2 separate regions of the Macaca mulatta genome follow, and region 2 is linked to region 1. The links are chromatin contacts, called in public Hi-C maps. All regions are on one chromosome and are shown on one strand. Each heading gives the region's core, a stretch centred on a gene start, on an enhancer-like site or on the middle of the called end of the contact. The rest is flanking DNA. Distances are from core to core; before and after follow the strand shown.

Region 1 (3,905 bases), core at 1,039-3,538:
TAAATCAGATTTAGGAACTGTTTTCCAAGATAGTGATATATTATTATCTAACGTATCTTTACACATGAAATGCTGGATTATCTCAGTAGATATCAAATTAATTTAAGACCTTACCAAGTAGTACTCAATATGCACTCATTCTGATGCATATAAAAGACAAAAATGAGTAAAAAGTGAAATCCTCTACTTTTAAATGCCTACACTGTCCTCAACTATTGTTATCCAATTTTTAATTTTAGTACACTAAGTACAACTCAATTTTTTTTTTCTTTCTTTTTCAGACAGGGTCTCACTCTGTCACCCAGGCTGGAGTCCTGTGGTGTAATCACAGTTCACTGTGGCCTCAACCTCCTAGGCCCAAGCCATCCTCCCACCTCAGCCTCGTGACTAGCTGGGACTACAGGCATGGGCCACCAGGCCCGGAACATTTATTTATTTTTTATTTTTAGTAGAAACAAGGTCTGGCAGGCTGTCTTGAACTCCTGGCCTCAAATGATCCTGTCACCTCGGCCTCCCAAAATGCTGGAGTACAACTAATTTAAAAGGCAGTCATTGAAACATATTTCTTGTTCTCTTTTCCATAATGGAGTCATGACTTTAAATCATAAGTACAGTATCCTTAGAAACTGCCCAGCTTTATCAGAAATAAGTTCTGAATATATTGTCAATTGTGAAAAGACAAAAGATCATAGTTCCTAATATTCAGTTCTAATGGTATGGTTCCCAAAATGTAAAAGTTGTGACTGAGGCAATTATTTCAAGAGAGCTTCAGCTGTAAATGAACACAAAACTGAATTCCTTTGCCATGCAAACAAGAGGCACACTTTCAACCAGTAACAGCTGGCTTCACATATTCATCTTTGGATGAAAAGAGCAGGGCAGTTTTAAAGTTGACTTCTGAGAGCATCAGATTTTGGATAGTGTCCTTTCTCAGGTCCTGTTTTCTTGTCTCCTCATCCCATTTTCAAAGCCAGACAAATAAACCCCCTCACTCCTTTAGCGAAGGGCTCAGTGAGGGCGTTTTGCCACCCGTGGCCAGGGGTCACTGGGTCAGCAAAGTCAGAGGAAGCCTTGAAAGGCAGAAGGCCAGGAGACTGACGCCCTGCGGGACTAGGGGCCAGGTGCTGGGTGTCTCTCCTTTCGTCTGCGGTCCCCAGCAGCAGGTCCTGGTGGGCGCAGACTGACTGGAGAGGTGCAGCTCGTCCCCTCCTCAGACCCCGAAGTGGCAATGAAACCTCCATCTCCTGGCTTGATTCTTAGTGCTATAAAAAAATCTTCCACTGGCCCTTTGCATCTCTAGCCCTCCATCCCCCAAAGCCACTAGCGGGAGGGGACAAAAATAATTTCTGAGGGGCCACGGGCACTAAAACCACAGCAGACAGAGGCTGTGTCTACCTGAGGAACTGGAGAGGTAGAATTAGCGGGGGAGGCTGGGCCTCCTCGGCGGCGCCCCTCCATCCAGCGTGAAACCCACGAGGCGCGGCGTCCCGAGTGGCGGGTGGGCAGGTGGCTGTGGGATTCACGAAGCCTCCTCTGCTGGGGATCGCCTCCTCTCGGAATGGCCTCCCCTCCGGCGATCCGCTTCAGTAAGAAGACGCTCAGGCCAAACAGCCGCCCCCGGCCAGCCCGCCTCGGCTCCGGAGGGAGCGCCCCGAGGGAGCCGAGCCGGCGGCGGAGAGGGCCATTCGGCATAAGGTGGGGAGCCGCCGGGGTCCCCTCGCACCTCCGTCTCCACAGCACGGGGAACGGCCCTGATCGTCGTGGTCTACACCACCGCGTCCACCTGAGGCTCGCCTCGCTTCCTGGGTGCCCAGAAGGGTGGCTTACTCCGTTTTCTCCTGCCCCCAAGTGGCCGCACCCCTCCACGGGACGCTTGGTTGGGTCCAGGGCGGGGCGGACGGGCGCTCCCTGTACGGTCGCTAGCTCGGCGCTCAGCTCCCGCGGCTCGGCTGTCTCCGCGGCCAGTTAGGGCGGGCCGGGGGCGGGGTCTCAGGGGGCGGTGCTTCAGGGGGCGGGGCAGGCGGGAGGCGTGGGAGGGGGGCGGGGCGGACGCGGAGTGCTTCTCTGGCTGGCGGGGCCAAGGGGCTGAGAGGAGCGGGACAGGCTCGGCGCCGGCAGGAAGACTCAGGGGGCTGACCACAGAGCCCAACGCCTGGTGCTCAATACTTTCTCCGAGGTACGAGCAAGAACCCGGTGTCTGGGCCCTTTCCGCTCTCCCCATCGCCCAGCCGCCGCGCCCCGGACGCCCGCTGTGCCCCCTGCCGGCGGGGCGGCGGCGGGACGGGGTTTCGGGAGGGTTTCTGGAAGTCGCGAGTCCCAGCGAAGGCAGTGGCCCCACTCTCCGCCTCTTTCTTCGTTTTCTTCTCGCTCCCTTAGCTCTGGGTGTCGGGCACCGGCGGGAAGGTCGCTTTTCCGCGAGTCGGAGCTCGTCCACTCCGGGACAGGCGGACGAGGCCCTAGGGCAGCCGAGCCTGGCAGCGGGGGAGGCGTGGAGCTCGGGGCTGCTTCAGCGGCGGGGGCGGGAGGCTGGTCCCGGCTGCGGACTGCGCGCCTGGGCTCCGTGCGCCGCGCCTGGTCCTCTGCATCGCGGAGGTCCCCGGATCACAGAGCTCCCTGGCGGGCCCCGGCGCCCAGGTCAGTGTCGCTGTGGCTGGGCGCCGGGACCAGCACCCGAGTCCCGCGCTCCCGGGGGCTGCGCCGTGCAGCCTGTTGTGCGCGCGCAGAGGCCGGACAGCTCGGCTGCGGGAAGGCACCCGAGCGCAGGGTCTGCCCGGAGTCCCAGGAAGTGCCCAGTCGGCGGAGCCGGAGGTTGAGCTGGGGCAGATCGGCGCCAGACTGGGGCCTGGGTGAGATACGAGTTGGGGGCGCGGCCTGCAGAATTTGGGTTTCTGGAGGAGCTTGCGGTGCGCTGGCGGAGCCCCAGGCGAATGGGATTCGGCTCCGGAAGGGCCAGGCACTGTCAGGTATGGACAGCTGGTGTCCACCCGTGTAAATGTAAAGTCTACAGGGATTAGAACAACACCTCGAGTCCTGGGACAGCATAGCCTAATGGTGCGGGCGTTTTCTTAAAAGGCACGAATAGATGGGAAAATGTCAAAATAAGTGTATTTTAAAGTTGAAAGCTGGCAAATTTTTAGGCCGTGCAGTTGTGTAGCTAGTGTCCAAAGAAATATTAGCTCGTTTTCCCCCTTAACACCCTTTTCATTTTTATTTTTTAAGCAAAATCTCTTTTGCCAGTTTTTCCCTCAGGAGCTGTGCATTGCTCACAGCAGGGAAGGAAAACTTCAGCAAGCGTTCTCAGGTTGCTTCTGACTTCCAGCCTGTGCTCTCCAGCATTTCTGAATGTGGAGAAAAAGTATCTCGCTGGACTTTCCGAGTATGATTCCCTTCTGTTCTTCTCTGGGACCGGGCAATGTTTGTTTATGGGTTTTATAAGCATCTATTTAAATTTAGTTTTTGCACGAAATACTCCCTCTTGCCGCAGGGTGTAGTTTGGGGTTTAGAAAATGCTGTTGGAGAAAGCTGCTAGTGGCTTCATTTTCCAAGAATGTAAGTCATTTCCTTTCTGTGATTTCAGGGAGTTGATATTTCACAGCATCAAAACTTTGTGGGGAAAATTTTCCGTAATACATCTGTCATTAAAGAGGCTTGTGACTTTTGGGTTTCCTTCTTAGAGCAGTGCATGAATTTAGGTTCAGCAGTGTTAAAGGATGAGAAGTTTTTTTGTTTGTTTGTTTGTTTTTTAGAATTTAGAGCATTATGAGACTATTGTAGAAATTTTAACAACCAGGACCTACAAATGGCCTGCAGGATGGAGAGTGGGGGAGGGGAGAAGACCAGAAGAGAGGCAGGAAAACAGATGCCTTTGCTGATGTCCTTTGTAGTATAAAACTTAACAGCACCTA
Region 2 (4,131 bases), core at 1,122-3,621, 310 kb after region 1:
AAATGGATTAATATTTGTAATATGTTATACTTCTTTTCCAAAATTTGCTTTATTCCCTGTTCAAGTCTGATGGGTCCCTTTGGCATTCTGCATTGTCAGAATCTTCCTCTGACCTCCCCATTCCTTGTGGTGGCCAGGGCTGATGACCAGGGACAGTCTTAAGTTGCTGACAATGGGGACCCTGAAGTAGAAAGACTAGGCCAGGAGTAAACAACTTCATTTTTTGCATTGAAAGGTCAATTTCAGAAAACAAATGGTAAGAGACTTTTTCCTTATTTTTTTTTAAAGAAATTCATTGTCTGCAATTGTGTTTCTCCCCCTTTTTAATTTATTATTTGTATGTAAGTACTTACTATTTTCCCTTCCTTGATTGGTTCATTTTTTTGATTTTTTGGTTAGTATTTCATTAATTATACAATTAGCATGCACCACAATATGAGACCTGCATCGTTGATCAAATTTTGTTGGAACTGAGACACCCTTGAACTGGTTTTCTTGATTCACTCTATAAGCATCTTAATTGAAAAATATAGATTATCTTACAATGCCCCCTTAAAACTAAAGCTGTATTCTGGCCTCTGTACTTCTTTTTATTACTATTATTTTTGAGATGGGGTCTTGCATGTTGCCCAGGTTGGCACGATCATGTCTCACTGCTGCCTCAACCTTGCAGGCTCAAGTGATCCTCCCACCTCAGCCTCCCGAGTAGCCGGGTCCACAGCATGCACTAGCATGCCCAGCTAATTTTTCCTTTTTTATTTCTTTCTTTCTTTTTTTTTTTTTTAAGTTTTAGTTTTAGTAGAGACAAAGTCTCACTATGTTGCCTAGGCTGGTCTCAAACTCCTGGGCTTGAACTATCCTCCCACCTCAGCCTCCCAAAGTGCTGGGACTACAGGCATGAGCCTCTGCACCCGGCCTGCACTTCTTTGTAGTACATTTTATACTTCTTGTAATTCACTTACCCTTTCTAACTCTAGATTATAAGTATTTATTTACACATCTATGTTTGTCATTATACTTAAATTTCCTGAAAATAGAGACTGTAGTTTACTCATTTGTATACTCCACAGATCCTAAGTGTTTAATTAAAATCTGTTGAAATGAAATGAAACATACATAGTTGGCTTACCCTCAAGAATTTCAATAGCTTCCCTTAGCTTGCCATGAGAGGCTTGTCCTAATCAGACCCCTGCCTTTGTCTATAGTCTTATCAGCTGTCATTCCCTCTCACCCTCAGCCGCTACAAGCTCTAGTCCCTCTGGGCCATGCTGTTGCTCATTTCCTGCTTTATACAGCCTCTTCCCTCAAACTAGGTTACCCTTTTGACTGCACGGTGAATGCCTCACCATCCTCAAGCCTTAGTTTATACTTATCTATTTATTGTTTCCCTCATTAGCCTTTTAAACTCCATGAAAGTAGGGGCCTGGTCTGTCTTGTTCACTGCTCTCTCTCCACTGTCTGAAAAGCAAGTAGAGACTGGATCAGGAAAGATCTTAAATACAATATAGAGTTTTGATTATTTCTAGGAGGTAACCAGGAATCACTAAAACATAAGCAGAGAAAGTTATGGACAGTTTTTTGCTTTAGAAAAATCTCTCTCATTGCTGTGTGGGGGAATGGTGTGGAGAAAGCAGGACTGGCCCTAAGAAATCAGTCAGATAATTAGAGTAAGCAAAAGTGATGAGGGTCTGATTTGTGGCTGTATCAGTGGGGTCCAGAAGGAGGTGAGGGATTTGAGAGTTAGGGGAGAATGGCAGGAATTGGTGACCTACTGGATGCTGTGACCGAGGGTGAAGGGGAGTGAGGGACGGGAGTGAGGGACGGGAGTGAGGGACGGGAGTGAGGGACGGGAGTGAGGGACGATCTCGGCTTCAGATTTCACTCTGGCTGAGGATATCTGGAACGATCGCATCGTATTAACAGTTGTATGTGTACCTGTGGATCACTCCCAACTAGTCTGAAAGCATCTTACTACAGGGACTTTGCTTTGTCGTCTTTGTATTAGAAGAGCACCTATTATGTAGGAGGAGTAATAAATGAACGAATAAATGAATGAATGCACTCAAAACACTAAACAGTAATTCTGTAATCCAACGGGAGGTACAGCGAATACTAAAAGCCTACATATACTATTCTCTGCATGTCATAGCAAGAAAGAAAGGAAAGTAGCTTCCCATTGGTTTTCTGCCTAGTGTACAACCAGGAAGCTGACAATAAAGTTTATTTGAGCGACGTCGTGCGCCGACGTGGCCCCGCCTCCCCAGTCGGAGCCTCGATTGGTGGGCATTTGCCGGCGGCCACCGCTTAAGCTACGATTGGCGGAGGCCGCCGTCATTTCGGAGCGTCCAAGCGCCAACCCGCCCTCTCGCCGCGTCGCCGGTGCCTGCGCCGCCCGCTCCACCTCGCTTCTCTCCCGGCCGAGGCCCGGGGGACCAGAGCGAGAAGCGGGGACCATGTTCCGACGCAAGTTGACGGCTCTCGACTACCACAACCCCGCCGGCTTCAACTGCAAAGGTGAGGCGACGGCCTTGGGCCGGCCGGGTGTCCCTGACCTGGGCGGCGGTCCCAGCCTCAGTGCCCCCACCCCACCTCCCCGTCGGGACCCTCGGCGGCCTGGTTTCCGCCGCCGGCCTTCGGGCCCCTCTCCTCTGGGTCGCCACGCACCTCGGCTCTTCGCCGCCCCTTCCCGGCTTCAAAGTCCTCTCACCTACTCCTGTCTCAGCATGTTACTTTCTGCACTTGCTTAACTCCAAACACCATGTAACTAGCTTCTCAGCACATAAAAGGAAGAGCATTCGTCTTTCTCACTCACTATTCAACTCCACGGTTCCCTGGGTAATTAGGCGATACCTTGAGCACCTGCTAATTATGGGCCAGCGCGGTGCTGGATGCTGAGGAAGGTGCTAACTTGAAGACTAGCTCACTGCCTGCCAGGAGCTAAAGGGTCGAGGGGTGCGAGGGGTGGAAGCAGTCAGAACCCACTGAGCGGTTTGAGACAGTACACAATGAAGTCAGGACCGATCACAGTGGGAGGGTAAGCGCGTGTAGTAACGGGCTAGTTGTGTTGTGTGGTCTTGCAAAAAAAAGTTAATAGCAGATGAATGGGAAGGTTGAATTGTAAATACAAAGGTATTTGGGATTTTACAGCATTAGAATTTTAAAAAGTAATAACGTTGCTACTCACTGTAACAAAACTACTGCCCACTACTACTCATTTCTTTTGTATAGTTCTGGCCTGTGATAGACTGGTAAGTTTGAAAGTGATCAAGTATAACTTGTGATACTCAGACCATTGTATAATTCTCAAGACCTTATAATGGAAGCTTGAATTTGACTCACAAATTGAAAATAATATCTAAGCAGGATGTCAGTGTTTTGTTGATCTCTTGTAGAAGCATATCAAATTATAATCTGTTGTTTTTCTGCTTTAACAAAGTAACGATGAAAATAGAGCCTTGTTCTGAATTGGAATCTTTGAGTCTCAATGTTCTTTTCTGTAAAACGGGATATTACCTACCTCAAAAGAGGTATGGGGAGGATTAAACAAAACAGTGTATGCATTTAATGTGCAGTTAACATTACATGACAACAGTAGTCACAGTTTTTTGTCATTTAATTTCTTTTACTTTTGTTATTTATTTTACTTTATTACTTTGCTATAAATTTAACTTTGCCCTGTCTCCCCTTTCTGTCTGCAAAGGAACTGGAATATTAATATTTAACACTTAAATAGCAAAACTATGTGCCAGGCACTGTTTTTATCCGTATTTATTTTATTTAAGAAACTTCTTAAATAAAACAACTTCTTTTAATCTTCATAATTCTATAGGTAAGTTCTGTTAGCAGCCTCATTTTGTAGCTGAAGAATCTGAGGCACAGAAAATGTGGGTGATTATCCCAAGTTCACACAACCAGTAAGTATCTGGACCCAGAATTTGAATTCAGGCCAGGATTTGAACAGATCATTGTTAATCTGTACTTTCAACTCCAGAGTCTGTACTTTCAACTCCCTCTTTTGGTTTAATTAATTTAGTATTTTGAAGTTAAGAAAATTCCACAAGAACATATACCTGAGAAGGAGGTATTTTATATAGTGCTTCTAGTTATTTTATGTGATGTTTTTTATTGCAG

The links. Hi-C and Micro-C count contacts between places; a contact is called where the count stands out from the background.
Region 2: a contact with region 1 is called in a Hi-C map of fetal cortical plate, with 2.7 times the contacts expected there. The contact joins the promoter of RTRAF here to the promoter of LOC144330256 in region 1. A contact is called at or near these places in 2 of 14 Hi-C or Micro-C datasets (blood and fetal cortical plate).

The regions. Positions count from the first base shown.
Region 1 is chr7:124,876,775-124,880,679 of T2T-MMU8v2.0, forward strand. It overlaps LOC144330256, which reads right to left and starts at 2,289. Exons shown (of 2, transcript XM_077941029.1): 1 at 1,396-2,289. The coding sequence starts at 2,221. The coding sequence ends at 1,766. The region is part of intron 1 of FRMD6 (FERM domain containing 6); the gene reads left to right.
Region 2 is chr7:125,182,736-125,186,866 of T2T-MMU8v2.0, forward strand. RTRAF (RNA transcription, translation and transport factor) reads left to right here and starts at 2,372. Exons shown (of 8, transcript NM_001266427.1): 1 at 2,372-2,514. The coding sequence starts at 2,454.